3 separate regions of the Mus musculus genome follow, and regions 1 and 2 are each linked to region 3. Evidence: chromatin contacts called from public HiChIP or PLAC-seq and promoter capture Hi-C data. All regions are on one chromosome and are shown on one strand. The core of a region is the stretch at or near the end of the contact, and the rest is flanking DNA. Distances in the headings are between cores, read along the strand shown. Region 1 holds the start of Gclc (glutamate-cysteine ligase, catalytic subunit). Region 2 holds the start of Mlip (muscular LMNA-interacting protein). Region 3 holds the start of Hmgcll1 (3-hydroxymethyl-3-methylglutaryl-Coenzyme A lyase-like 1).

The links. Promoter capture Hi-C pulls out the DNA fragments that hold promoters and counts their contacts. HiChIP or PLAC-seq counts read pairs in DNA pulled down with a chosen protein or histone mark.
Region 1: a FOXA1 HiChIP or PLAC-seq map of pancreatic cancer cells shows a contact between it and region 3. The contact joins the promoter of Gclc here to the promoter of Hmgcll1 in region 3. A contact is called at or near these places in 1 of 39 promoter capture datasets (hippocampal neurons) and 1 of 115 datasets of contacts at active chromatin or transcription factors (pancreatic cancer cells).
Region 2: a contact with region 3 is called in a promoter capture Hi-C map of hippocampal neurons, with 6 times the contacts expected there. The contact joins the promoter of Mlip here to the promoter of Hmgcll1 in region 3. A contact is called at or near these places in 2 of 39 promoter capture datasets (hippocampal neurons and liver).

What each region holds. Positions count from the first base shown.
Region 1 is chr9:77,753,071-77,757,047 of GRCm38.p6, forward strand. It overlaps Gclc (glutamate-cysteine ligase, catalytic subunit), which reads left to right and starts at 1,465. Exons shown (of 16, transcript NM_010295.2): 1 at 1,465-1,889. The coding sequence starts at 1,740.
Region 2 is chr9:77,249,083-77,253,208 of GRCm38.p6, forward strand. Mlip (muscular LMNA-interacting protein) reads right to left here and starts at 2,770. Exons shown (of 11, transcript NM_001368955.1): 1 at 2,665-2,770. The coding sequence starts at 2,709.
Region 3 is chr9:76,012,745-76,016,648 of GRCm38.p6, forward strand. Hmgcll1 (3-hydroxymethyl-3-methylglutaryl-Coenzyme A lyase-like 1) reads left to right here and starts at 2,233. Exons shown (of 9, transcript NM_173731.2): 1 at 2,233-2,438. The coding sequence starts at 2,331.

The DNA.
Region 1 (3,977 bases), core at 215-2,714, 1.7 Mb after region 3:
GATGCCATCTAACCTGTGCACATACTTAAATGCATTCCACTGTGCAAATCACAGCCACACTTTCAGTATCTGTGGCCCCAAGCTCTTTGATGGCCTCATTCAATGAGGAAATATTCCTATCATGCATTCATCGATTAGTGTTCATTGAATGTTGTGATGAGTGTTCATTAACTATTAAATCTAAAGCAAATGTGGAAGTCCATGCCTCTAATCCCAACACTCAGGAGGCTGAGGCACGATGGCTGCCTGGAGTTCAAGGCCAGGTTGGGCTATCTAGTGAGATCTTGTCTCTAAGTAACTACATGTTGAAAATGTAGTTACAATGTGTGTGTGGGGGGGGGGAGGGTGTAATAAATGTTTTCTGCCCTCTGTACATGAATGGATCATCTAGTTACTGCATATATTTATACAGTTGCAAAACATTAATCGAATAACTATTCGGGCAAGGTACCTTCCCTTCGTTCCCACGGAATCCAGTTCCCAGAGCCTTCCGCACTCAGGGTAAAGCTCTCCTGAGCAATAGAATGACCACCGCTGGATGGACCTTCGGTTCTGAAGGTGGGGAAACTTCTGAAGAAACTTCTCACACTGCACACTTGGAGACAAGACAAGACAAGACCTCTTTTGCACAGTGAGTGATCTCTGTGCCGACCAGAGATCCCATTGGCAAATAGTTAACGTACAGGGTTTACAATGATGATATACATATATCTAATCCCTGCCCATACATGGACGCATGTAAATAACCAGCAATCAACTCTATGCATATCCATGCCATGTGGAGTCGTACAACATTTATTAAAAAGTATTACTCAGCCAGGCAGTGGTGGCACATGCCTTTAATCCCAACACTTGGGAGACAGAGGCAGGCAGATTTCTGAGTTCAAGGCCAGCCTGGACTACAGAGTGAGTTCCAGGACAGCCAGGGCTACACAGAGAAACCCTGTCTCGAAAAACCACACATACACACACACGCACACACACTCACACAGTATTACTCAGCCAGGCGTGGTAGTGCACATAATTGATCCCAGCACATGGGAGGCAGGAGGATCTCTATGAGTTCGAGTCCAGCAAAGCCAGTCCAGGACAGCCAGGGCTACACAGAGAAACCCTGTCTTGAAAAACCAAGAAGAAAAAAGAAAAAAAAAAAAAGGATTACTCTTAACTTTATACCCTTTCTACCAGTACAGAGTTGAACAGATATTCAGATATTTCAGCTCTCTCTCTCTCTCTCTCTCCCTCTCCCCCCCTCCCTTTTTTTTTTTTTTTTTTTTTTTTTTTTTGACCCAGTTTTCTCTTAGGACCCAGACTTTTCAGTCCTTATTCGCAGACAGCCCCGCCCCCCCGCGGACACCCTCGGCCTCAGCCCCGCCCCCGCCCCAGGCCCCACCCACGACCTGCCGCTTCGTTCCCCGCCCCCGCCGCAGCCTATAAAATCTGGAGCGCGGCGCACGGAGCGGCAGGCGCGGAACTGGGCATGCTCTGTGTCGCCGCAGCTTTGGGTCGCAAGTAGGAAGCCCGTGCACGACACCGGCGGCGCCGAGTGGAGCGCTGCCGCGGCGGCCAGGGCCGCAGGGCCGGCGTGGGAGCGCGAGACCGGGCGGCGGCGAGAGACCCCGACCCGGGCTGTCAACCGCGCGGCGGGGTCCGAGCCGGAGCGGGAACGGACGGGACGCCCGCCGCGCGGCCCGAGGGCGCCCCCAGAGCGGAGCTGCGGCCGGGAGGAGGACGCGGCCATGGGGCTGCTGTCCCAAGGCTCGCCACTGAGCTGGGAAGAGACCCAGCGCCACGCCGACCACGTGCGGAGGCACGGCATCCTCCAGTTCCTGCACATCTACCACGCAGTCAAGGACCGGCACAAGGACGTGCTCAAGTGGGGTGACGAGGTGAGCCCGCGCGCCTTTGTTCGGCCAGGCCGCCCGCGGCCCCGCCACCGGCCCGGGCTCGGCGCTGGCCACTCGGGCTCATTCATTCCTGTCGGGAGGCAAGCCGCTCGGACACAGGGAGGGCCTGAGCGGGAGGAGTGTGAATATCTGCCTCCCGGCGTCCGGTCGCACTGTTCGCCTTGGAGATGAGTGTGTACAGGACCGACTTGCCCGGCTGGCTTGCTATCACGTTTCAAATCTCCAGGGTGTTTGCTTCGGCCCTCGGTTTTCTCTAGCTCTTTTTCTTAAACGCCTGACACATCTCACATCTGTCCGCAAACTTTAGAGTTATACATTGCAACAAATACATTGCTAGACCTAAGGACTTGGGGTTGTCTTCCTAAAAGACGGGAGACTTCATTATCCGGTTTAACTGTAAATGCTTACAACTTAGAGGTTAGGTAAGACTGGTTAGAGCCAGCAGCTAAGCGTTACCAGTCAATGCTAAAACTTGTGCATGATCTCTGGGACCCATTTGTTCGAACCATCTGAAAGCGGCAACGCTAAAAACATTTTTTTGTGTGTGCATCCCCTATTTTTAAATAAGCACATTGATAAAAAGATACATAAAGTTAAATAACCTCTTGAGTCTGACCTTTATTGTGTGGGGTTGGCATTTACGGCAGATAGCGTGCCACTCCTGTATGTATTTATCGTTTAGTATTATCCTTGGGCTAAGTTTCAAAGTGTTGCTGTACCGGCATAGACTAGCTTGCGAAAAGTTAGTTTTTCTGTATCTAATGTTGGTAGATGATTCTGCCATCTGCAGCTGAAAGAATTATGCTTGGCCTAAGGAAGTATTAGGACTAATATATATTCCTACAAAAAAAATTGTCTATCACCACATTTTCTTTCAGGAAAGGGACACACTCGTTTGGCAGTTCTCCAGTTTTAGTCCAAAGTTTGTTGTGTATTTACATTTGACAGTTCTTCATTTGTGTTCCGTGTATCATATACAGGGCAGGGATATTATGGGTTTTATCCACTTGTTTTTCCTAGGGCCTAACTAGGAAATATATATAGTTGGCAGCAGCAAATTGTGGCGTCCTTTAAGGTTCTCATGGAACCAGCCACTGTTGAGCAATCAAAAATTTACTTTTCGCTGTCTTGCTAGGACTCCATAAAGACAAAAATAAAAACAAATGAATGTCTTTATAACCATTTGGAGTTGAACTTCATCCGCAGATGTTCAGTGCAGTCGAAGCACAGTGGTTCACCATGCCCCTTGCCTTTTCTCTACTAACCAGGAACCTCCCGGATCCAGATCCTTCTTTCTGTTTTAGAAAAAAAAAAAAAAAACGCTCCCCCTGTTGGCAGGAAGAGCATGTACAACTAACTGCCTGTTTGGAGAGACTTCCCATGGCAGACGAGTAAAGTGAGTGGTGTGAGAGGAACAGCAGAGCAGGACCTCAGGTGTACCACACATTTCCATCGTGACGGGATCTGGTGAATAGAGTCGGTACCAAGTTTACCTTCCTCCCCACAATCCTTATCAAGGAGACTGAAGAAGCCAGGCAATCTTGTGCACTTGTATTCTGTCTGTATAGGGGGAGAATGTTGGGCCCAGCATTTCAACCAATTAACACTGTTTTTAAAGACAGGGTTTCTCTGTGTAGTCCTGACTGTTCTGAAACTCACTGTGTAGACCAGGCTGGCCACAGACTCACGCAGAGATCCGCCTGCTTCTGCCTCCTGAGTGCTGGGCTTAAAGGTGTACACCATCATTGCCTGACAGTTAAGACTTCCTGAACAGAGCATGCTAGGCAGGTCTGTAGAGAAGTTGGACTCCACAGGTAATCCTCCGACAGTAAGTTGCCTGGCTAGCACTGTTCCTACATTAGATGACATCAGCAATATCCCTTGAAAACTTAGCGCCTGCTGATATTGCATTTCCAAATTTCTTTTTGCAAATATTCTTGTCATAAGTTACATAGAAATCTATGAACTGTCGGCCATCACTGGAAAGAGAGGCCCATTGGACTTGCAAACTTTATATGCCCCAGTACAGGGGAAAGCCAGGGCCAAAAAGGGGGAGTGGGTGGGTAGGGG
Region 2 (4,126 bases), core at 1,520-4,019, 1.2 Mb after region 3:
CTTCCTTTCTGCCCTCCCTTTTTCCCTTCTTTCCTTCCGTCCTGCCTTGCTTTTCTTTTCTTTTCTTTTCTTTTCTTTTCTTTTCTTTTCTTTTTTTGAGAGAAAGTTTACAAAGTTGTGTGGCTAGAAATGAGAAATATCTTGAAAGAGTTGGGGAATGGAAATAATATAAACAAAATATAACATAGAAATTAAAATTATTTGTCATGATCTCTTTACGATAGCCGTGTCAGAGTTGACGAGTAGTAGCTCATCATCTAAAAGCAGTGCTTCCCATTTTTTCCTTAGTGGGAAGAAAGGTTAGACCCCTTACAGGACCGAGAAAGAAAGGCCATTAAGGCTAATCAACAACACATAATGAATGCTACTGACTTCCTAGGTTTTCCTAGGGATGTTTTCTTACATAGTTAAGCTTGTCAATGTCCTGCCGAGATGGAGAGCGGTGTAAAGAGGGGTACCACTGAGTACTCAGTAGTTGAGATTCCTTGTCAGCTTGATCTGATTTTGAAATCTCTTAGGAGACACTGCTGGTGTGGCTATGGGAGTACCTCCAGAAAGGCTTAACTGATGAGGGCAGAGGACCCACCTGGATGTAGGCAGCAGAATTCAGTGAACTGGGGTTCCAAGCAAAAGACAAGATAGGAGAAGCCTCATTGGTGACAGCATCCATCTTCTTTCTGCTTCCTGACTGACAGTACAGTTTAGCAGGCTGCCTCACACTCCAGCTGCCTTGCCTTACTGAGCATGTTAAACTGCACACTCAAACCACAAGCCAGAATAAACCCTTTCTCTCTTAAATTGCCTTAGGCAAGTATTTGGCTACAACAATAAATAACTATCTATAATAATTAAAATATTTATCCTTTCTTCTCCTTTGGACAAAATAGTCATTTAATAGTTATCAAGAAAGAAAGGATGATATGTTGACCTCACTTCCAGGTGCTTATTCTTGCCCTCATTTTCCTATGAAATGATTTGGTCTCCTGAAGTCTATCCAAAGGAAATTAAATAGATTTATAGGAAAGGCTTCAGTATAGCCCACAGGTACAAAACCCATTGACCCTTAATAAACGGCCAGTAGCCATATCTTCTAAAGCATATACAGTGATCTAAACTTACTTCCCCAAGTGCCTTGCACAATTGTCCAGCTTGTCTTGTCTTAAATCTCTAAAGTACAAAATTCTGCAAGGGATACTTCCACCTATAGTCTTTTAAAAAGTTGGTAGTTATAATTTTAGTACACAAAACAAGAACAAAAGGAAGCCAGTACATAGATGAACAAGATGTGCCCTTCTCACAGTATGATGGAGAGATTTCTAAACATGAACACACGATGAGAAAGAAGGCCATTGAACAGGAGCAAGATAGTGGCCTTCAACTTTATGGCTACACTCTGCCCACAGGAACTTCAATGCCCTCCCTAAGTGAAATATCGTCATCAATGTAGGGAAGCAATTCTACTTCCTTATTTTAGTTGAACAAATACATTATATATAATATTTACTTATTACATATAGATATATGTGTGTGATATGTGATATATGTTATATGTAATCTAAAGATTAAAGGCTTACCTCACTGAGTTACTACTGAGTAGAAATAAACTCAGGGATTGATTCCTGTCCTTATATGCATATTCCAGAACATCAGGAAAAGGGCAACCCTTTGATATTAACTTTCAAGAAAGTACTACAAAATTAGCACCCAGGTCTTTCACTGTGTTTATCTAGCACCTGTATTGTGTCTTACCAGAAACCTAAGGTTCACTTGAAAGGACCTTTTGATGGAATGGGATTTGAAGCTACACTAGCCACACTGTGGAATATTCTGAAGATCTATGTTAGCCTGTAGACTGATGAATCCCTTGCTCAGAAAAAAAAAAAGAAGAAGAAGAAGAAGAAGAAGAAGAAGAAGAAGAAGAAGAAGAAGAAGAAGAAGAAGAAGAAGAAGAAGAAGAAGAAGAAGAAGAAAGCCATTTACCATTTACTGCACACTGTGTGGCAGATCTAACAGAGCCCCAAAATGAATCGCTATGGAGACAAAAAAAAAAAATCATTTTCCCACAAAGCGGAAGCGGATGCAAGTTAATGGCATTCGCTTCTTAATTGGCAATTAACACTTTCAGCTGCCAATGCCATTTAAACATCTGATCTTCGGGAAACTATTTTAATAACAGAAATAAGAACTAAGTGGATTAAAATAGTGGCTTGAGATACCCCTTTTGTCAGACTGACCCCTTCTCACCGGTGGCACAGGCTATAACATGAGAGGTGTTTTCCCCAGTGCCTCGCAGGCTGTAAGCTCCTTTGCTCAGCTTCAGGCTGTGTGCTATTCTTTCTTCTATTTCCCTAAAAGTGCCCCCCAAACACACCACCGTGTTGGCACCCGCAGCACAGAGGACCAATAGCCTCTTACTAAGAAAAGACATCACAAGCATTCAAACATTAACTCTATGCCAAGCGCAATCCTTGGCTTTTTCTTTGCCCAACAAGCAGTTTTGTCTTTATCAGTTGCCCGTTTCTCTGACTATAGATACCATCTCATTTCAACAACACAGACAAATTTATCAGCTCCCGGGTAGCTCGCCCTCACACCCTCCGGCATATACCAGAACTGGGTGTCTTTAAAAGTTACTGAAAGCATTAAGCAAAGACTTCTCTTTACCTTGGGTGTGGTCTCAAGGCTCCCCGCTAAGATGCAGGAGGTCATTTGGAAGTAATTGTTCCTGCAGGCACTCAGAAGCCCCTGCTCTGAAAGCAAACCAATGACTGAGGTGGAAAGAGAGCCTGTTACTAAAACAACACAGGCACACGCACGCAATCGCCTACACACACACACACACACACACACACACACACACACACACACACACACACGCAAGCACATACGCATGCACCCATATGCACACGCACACACGCGCGCACACACACACACACACACACACACACACACACACACACACACGGTTGCGGGGGAGGAGGAATCTAAAAGAACACAGAACAGATGCTTCTCCGAGTTGAGTATTTTTCAGCTCCAAAGGGTTTGTTTTGACAATTTTTACTTTTGGAACTTCACGAGAGGTCACACTGACTGCTAAAATGGGATCAGTGGAAGTGAAAAATTGCTACCTCTATGTGTTTGCCCTCTTTTCCTTTCAGGCTTGCAGTCCAATTATGTATTCCCTGAAAGGAAGGGAGAAGCCAGATTGGACAGCAATGAGAAGCTGATTGAAGGGCCCTGGCATCTGCCAGTTTCAGTGATTGGTTGACCACGCTCGCAGAGAACATTCAGATGCACAAACACATGCAAACACAGCGTCTAAATAAAGAACTGGAAAACACAGTGATCATTTTGGAAAGCCAGTCATTTCAGTGACAAGTCCTTGGCGTGTGAACGGCAGTCAATGATATTGGAGCATCCGAGTGACTCAAGTTCTGCTGTTAAACAAAAGTAGCTCTAAAAGAGATCTTGTTACCAAATAGCTGTCAAAACAAAATTCCCTTCCACTGTTGCTGGAAGATAGTGACTGCCCTGCCTACCTATAAACAAGTCACAAATATTTCTCACGAGATTGATTTATTCAGTATTCCTATTCTCTAAGCATTGATTTTTTTCTACAAACCTATGCAATCTATATTTGTGCATAAGCACTGGAAGATGTAATGTGGAGGGAGCTGGCTATATACTGAATGCTATGCAAAAGTGAAGGTTTTATTTCACGTACAGTTACAGCATTTAATATTTTCAACATTGTCAAGAGCTTGAACTTAGGACAATCATGAGCGCAATAATGACTCACAGTGATTCTATTAAGAAGCAGGGAAACTATTGCAAATAACACTAGTACATCTTGCCCCAGGAAAGGGCCAAATTTCTAAATGTATGTGCTGTTACATCAGTAAGAGATATCTTCTGACATCTACACTCATGGTTATGTATATCTGATGCCAAGAACCTTTCATTCTTTCTGAGAATATACATAAATCTGTCATATAAATAACAGAGATACAAAGAGAAGAGAGTTTTAAAGATCGCCCATCACCCATCCTATAGTTCTTAAATGTCACTGCATGATCCGCCATTGGCAGCACCTTTAGAACTGTAGTTTCTGCTTGAGAAGTTCAGC
Region 3 (3,904 bases), core at 983-3,482:
TTGCCCAGCGATGTTATGTCTACTGGCTTGTGGAGCCCATTTCATTCTTGATGGTATGACACAGGCTCTTTCTTTGTAGACACAGCTGGCCTGGAATTAGCTATCTAGCCTAGACTGGCCTTAAACTTACAGTCATTTTTCTACCTTACCTTCCTAAGCAATATGATTATAGTTATGCTCCAGGACACTAGGTTTGGAATCCAGGTTTCTTTATTTTTATTATTATTTTTAACTTTAAATCTATTTTTGTGTTTTCTTAAAAGACAAAATAAAATGGAGAATCTGTGTGTATGTGCATGTCAGTAGGGGTTCCCCAGATGCTAGAAGAGTCAGATTCCCCTGGGGCTAGATGTTATAGGTGTCTGGGAGCCACCTACATGGACGCCAAAGAACTGTGTATACTTGTAACCACAGAGCATTCTCTACAGAGCTGGGGCTCCCAGGTCAACCTATCCAATGAGGAGAGAGAACTGCACCATGTGCCTCAAAGCTCGGTGTTATCTCGATCTTTTTAGGCTTGTGTACAGAAAATAAGATTATTCATTGCTCAACTCTAAAAGGGATGTACATATCACACTCCAACCCCCAGGGCTCAGGGAAGAGAGAACATTAAGACTGTAAGAACCCCAGGCAGAGGATAACATCAAGGAAATAGTGTTTTCCGGGTACAACAGGGTAGTTGCATAAACAAACTCATAGCAACTGTTAACAGCATGCACAAGACCAGCACAAACACCAGCCAGACAAAAGCCCGGGGGAGAGCCGGGAAAGTAGGTATGAGATCCCACTGAGTAGCTAGCTGTTGGCACCGGATGGCTGCTTAGAAAGGGAGAGTCAGTTGCGCACCCACCAGGGCAGTTCCCTTTACCCAAAATAGTTGGGCAACACAAACAGGACTTGATGGGGGGAAAAAAATGTAACAAGCTATCCTAAAGTTGGATAAAAGGGATGAAGAGGTGGTTGGGAGGATTTGGAGTACAGGGCGTGAATGTGTTCAAAAGATCTTGTATGAAATTGCCAAGGAATTAATAAAAATATTCTTTATCCAATCTGGGTGGTGAATCCCTTCAAAATCTGTTCATATTATGTCTCAGAAGTTAGTCGTTGTATATATACGCCATCCTTTGTGCAAGCTTGTGCACCTGGGCGCTCTTGATTCCTCCTAGCTGTGGAAACAGTAGGGCCAGCTAGCTCTCCCTGCACAAGACTGTTCCTGACGATTGTGTGCTATCAGCTGCAAGCTATGGACTCCACGCTGAAGAGCATTAGAGTGTTGCAATCTAAGTGTGCTTATGAAGTAGGCCGAATGAAGCAGGGGTTATCTGATTCCAAGGCTATCATATAAATCCAATAATTTATATTTATAATATATAAACTTATATATAAATCAAACATACTTATATAGAAACTAAATATACATTTATATTATAAATATTTTATAAATATATACATTAAAATTTATTTAATTTATAATTACTTCTAACTTCTGACAGGTTGTTTTTGTTTGAATGAAAGAAAAGCCTTTATGAATTTAGTTATTGCTTTTTTCTTTCTTTCCTCCTCCTCCTCCTCCTCCTCCTCCTCCTCCTCCTCCTCCTCCTCCTTCTTCTTCTTCTTTTTCTTCTTCTTAAAAAAACAGTTCTTCATACCCAGGGGGATAGTAAAGGAACTTGTGGTGACGCCGAAGCAGACAGTTAAGTTCTAGTCCTAACCCCATGTGACAGTGGAAGGAGACAACCACTAAAACCAATAAATGTAAAACAGCGAAAAAGAATTCAGCATTTCAACATTTATCTTGCACCATCGGCTTACTGACAACTCTTGGTTTGCTTGTTTACCTCCGATATACCCCCCTCCCTCGCCCTTAATTTAGGGTTTGTGTTTTTTAATACCACAAAGCGCCTCGGCAATTTTAAATAGAGTTTTGACATAAACTCAAACCGATTCACAGTGCCAACCCTACAGGCTTGTGGCTGGGAAGGAGAGAATGTCTGTAGAGAGCCCAGTGCTTCTTCCTCTCAGAGGCCTGGGTCCTGCCTAGAGCTCTGACTCAGGCGAGCACCTGCAGACAATCAGCCCTGAGAGCACCATATTTTACGGAGGGGGGGGGGGAGTGCCACCCTGCCTCAATTAACTGTCCCCATCCAGGATCTGGCTCTCAGCGCGGGACTCAGGTGCCCGCTACACCCCTGCCTGGGCGTTGCCCAGGAACCGCGCCGCCGCAGTGCAGCTCGGACCCCGGGCACCCGCGGGACGCGCTCCCGGCTCTCACCCGGCTCTCGGCTCCGGCCGTGGGATCCAGCACCGCCCACGGCACCTAGGCTGCTGCTATGGGGAATCTACCATCTGCTGCGAAGCACTGCCTCAACTACCAGCAGCTTCTCCGCGAACATCTCTGGAGCGGAGACTCAGTGGCAGGGGCGCTGGATGCGGCGCAGGTACCACCTTGGGCCTAGGGCGTCCCTACCCCCATCCACCTCCCGTCATCCCTTTTGTCTGTGTCACCTCTGTAAGCCAGGGTCCTGCCTGAGGCCCGTTCTATTGTCAGTGTGTGGGTCTGTGGCTGAAAAGCCTCTCATCTTCTCAGCTGTGAACAGCAGGCGCATCCTTGCTGGCCTAGCAGTTTCCCTACCCCAGGCCTTTTGCAGGTCGCCAACAGGAGTGATCATGTCTGTGCGTGTTCTTGGAAGGGCGGTGCTTTTGTTCTCACTTTCTTCCTTGTAATGTGTAACAGACTACAAACATATCACCTTGTGTGGTAGAAAGAGGATGAAGCTAGGGCACACTAGGAAGGCACAGGACGACGATTAAAATCACATGGTATGTTAGAGCATTGACTATCCCTACAGTGTTTTTGCTTAATGAAATTAAACAAGCTTGAATAAAACCATTACAGACTAAAATTATTCCTGCATTTTCCTGAGAGCTTCATAAAGACAACTCATTGTTTATGTATTTATGATTCCATGTACTACCAACAAACGTGCCAGTTAAGTGAGCATAAGGTATATAAAGAAATTTCCTTTTCACATAAAACCGTAAACTTTAAACATAACAGGAAACAGCAGTAATGGTCGTTACCTAAATGTTGAAACCTGTTATGAGTCAAGGGCTTTGTGAGGCCTTAGGTATCATTAGCCTTTTAATTCTAGGCACCTGTTCACTTTGTGAACAGTGTAGTTCTTGTTATTTTTTTTTATTTTAGTGGGCTGGCCTAGCTTTGTTATGTGATGTTACACCAACAGTTCTGACAGGAGTTATTCATATCCTTATGGTGTGGTCTCAGTTCAGTGCTCCAACATGTGAAATCGAAGCCTTCGATCTACAAGTAGGACTTAGCATTCGTGGGTGGTTTTATAAATAGTTTGCTCCCCATTAATTAGAGTATGAGACTGGAGCTATTTGCAAGAGCCAAGTCCTAGAATGGGCATTCTGCCTATCAACAGATGGCTGGATACAATACAGAAGATATGGCATAATTACCCAATGGTTTATTATTCAGAGAGATGAACAAAATCAAGTCATTTGTAGGTAGATGCCTGGAAATAAGCCAGAGCCCAAACAACTAATATCGCCTGTTTCTCTGTCGCCTAAGGAAGGGACATAAATACCAAGAGGAGAAAATTGGGGGTGGGGGTGGGGTGGAGTTAGGAGACATGGCAAGCATCAGGAGGAAGGAGCAGGTGAGTGGGGGAAATGAGGCTATGAATATGATCACAGCCCACAATATGCACACGTGCAAGGGCCACAGTGAATCCGCTTTTACTAATAAGGCTCAGAAGGATTGACCAGGACCCTCTGGTGAGACCTGATGGTGACAACAGGGAAGTGGAGAGCCATGCTTTATCTTCTCTCATGTCCTCACGGTGGCTGATTTCCATGGAGTCTGGTTTGAACTTCCTGG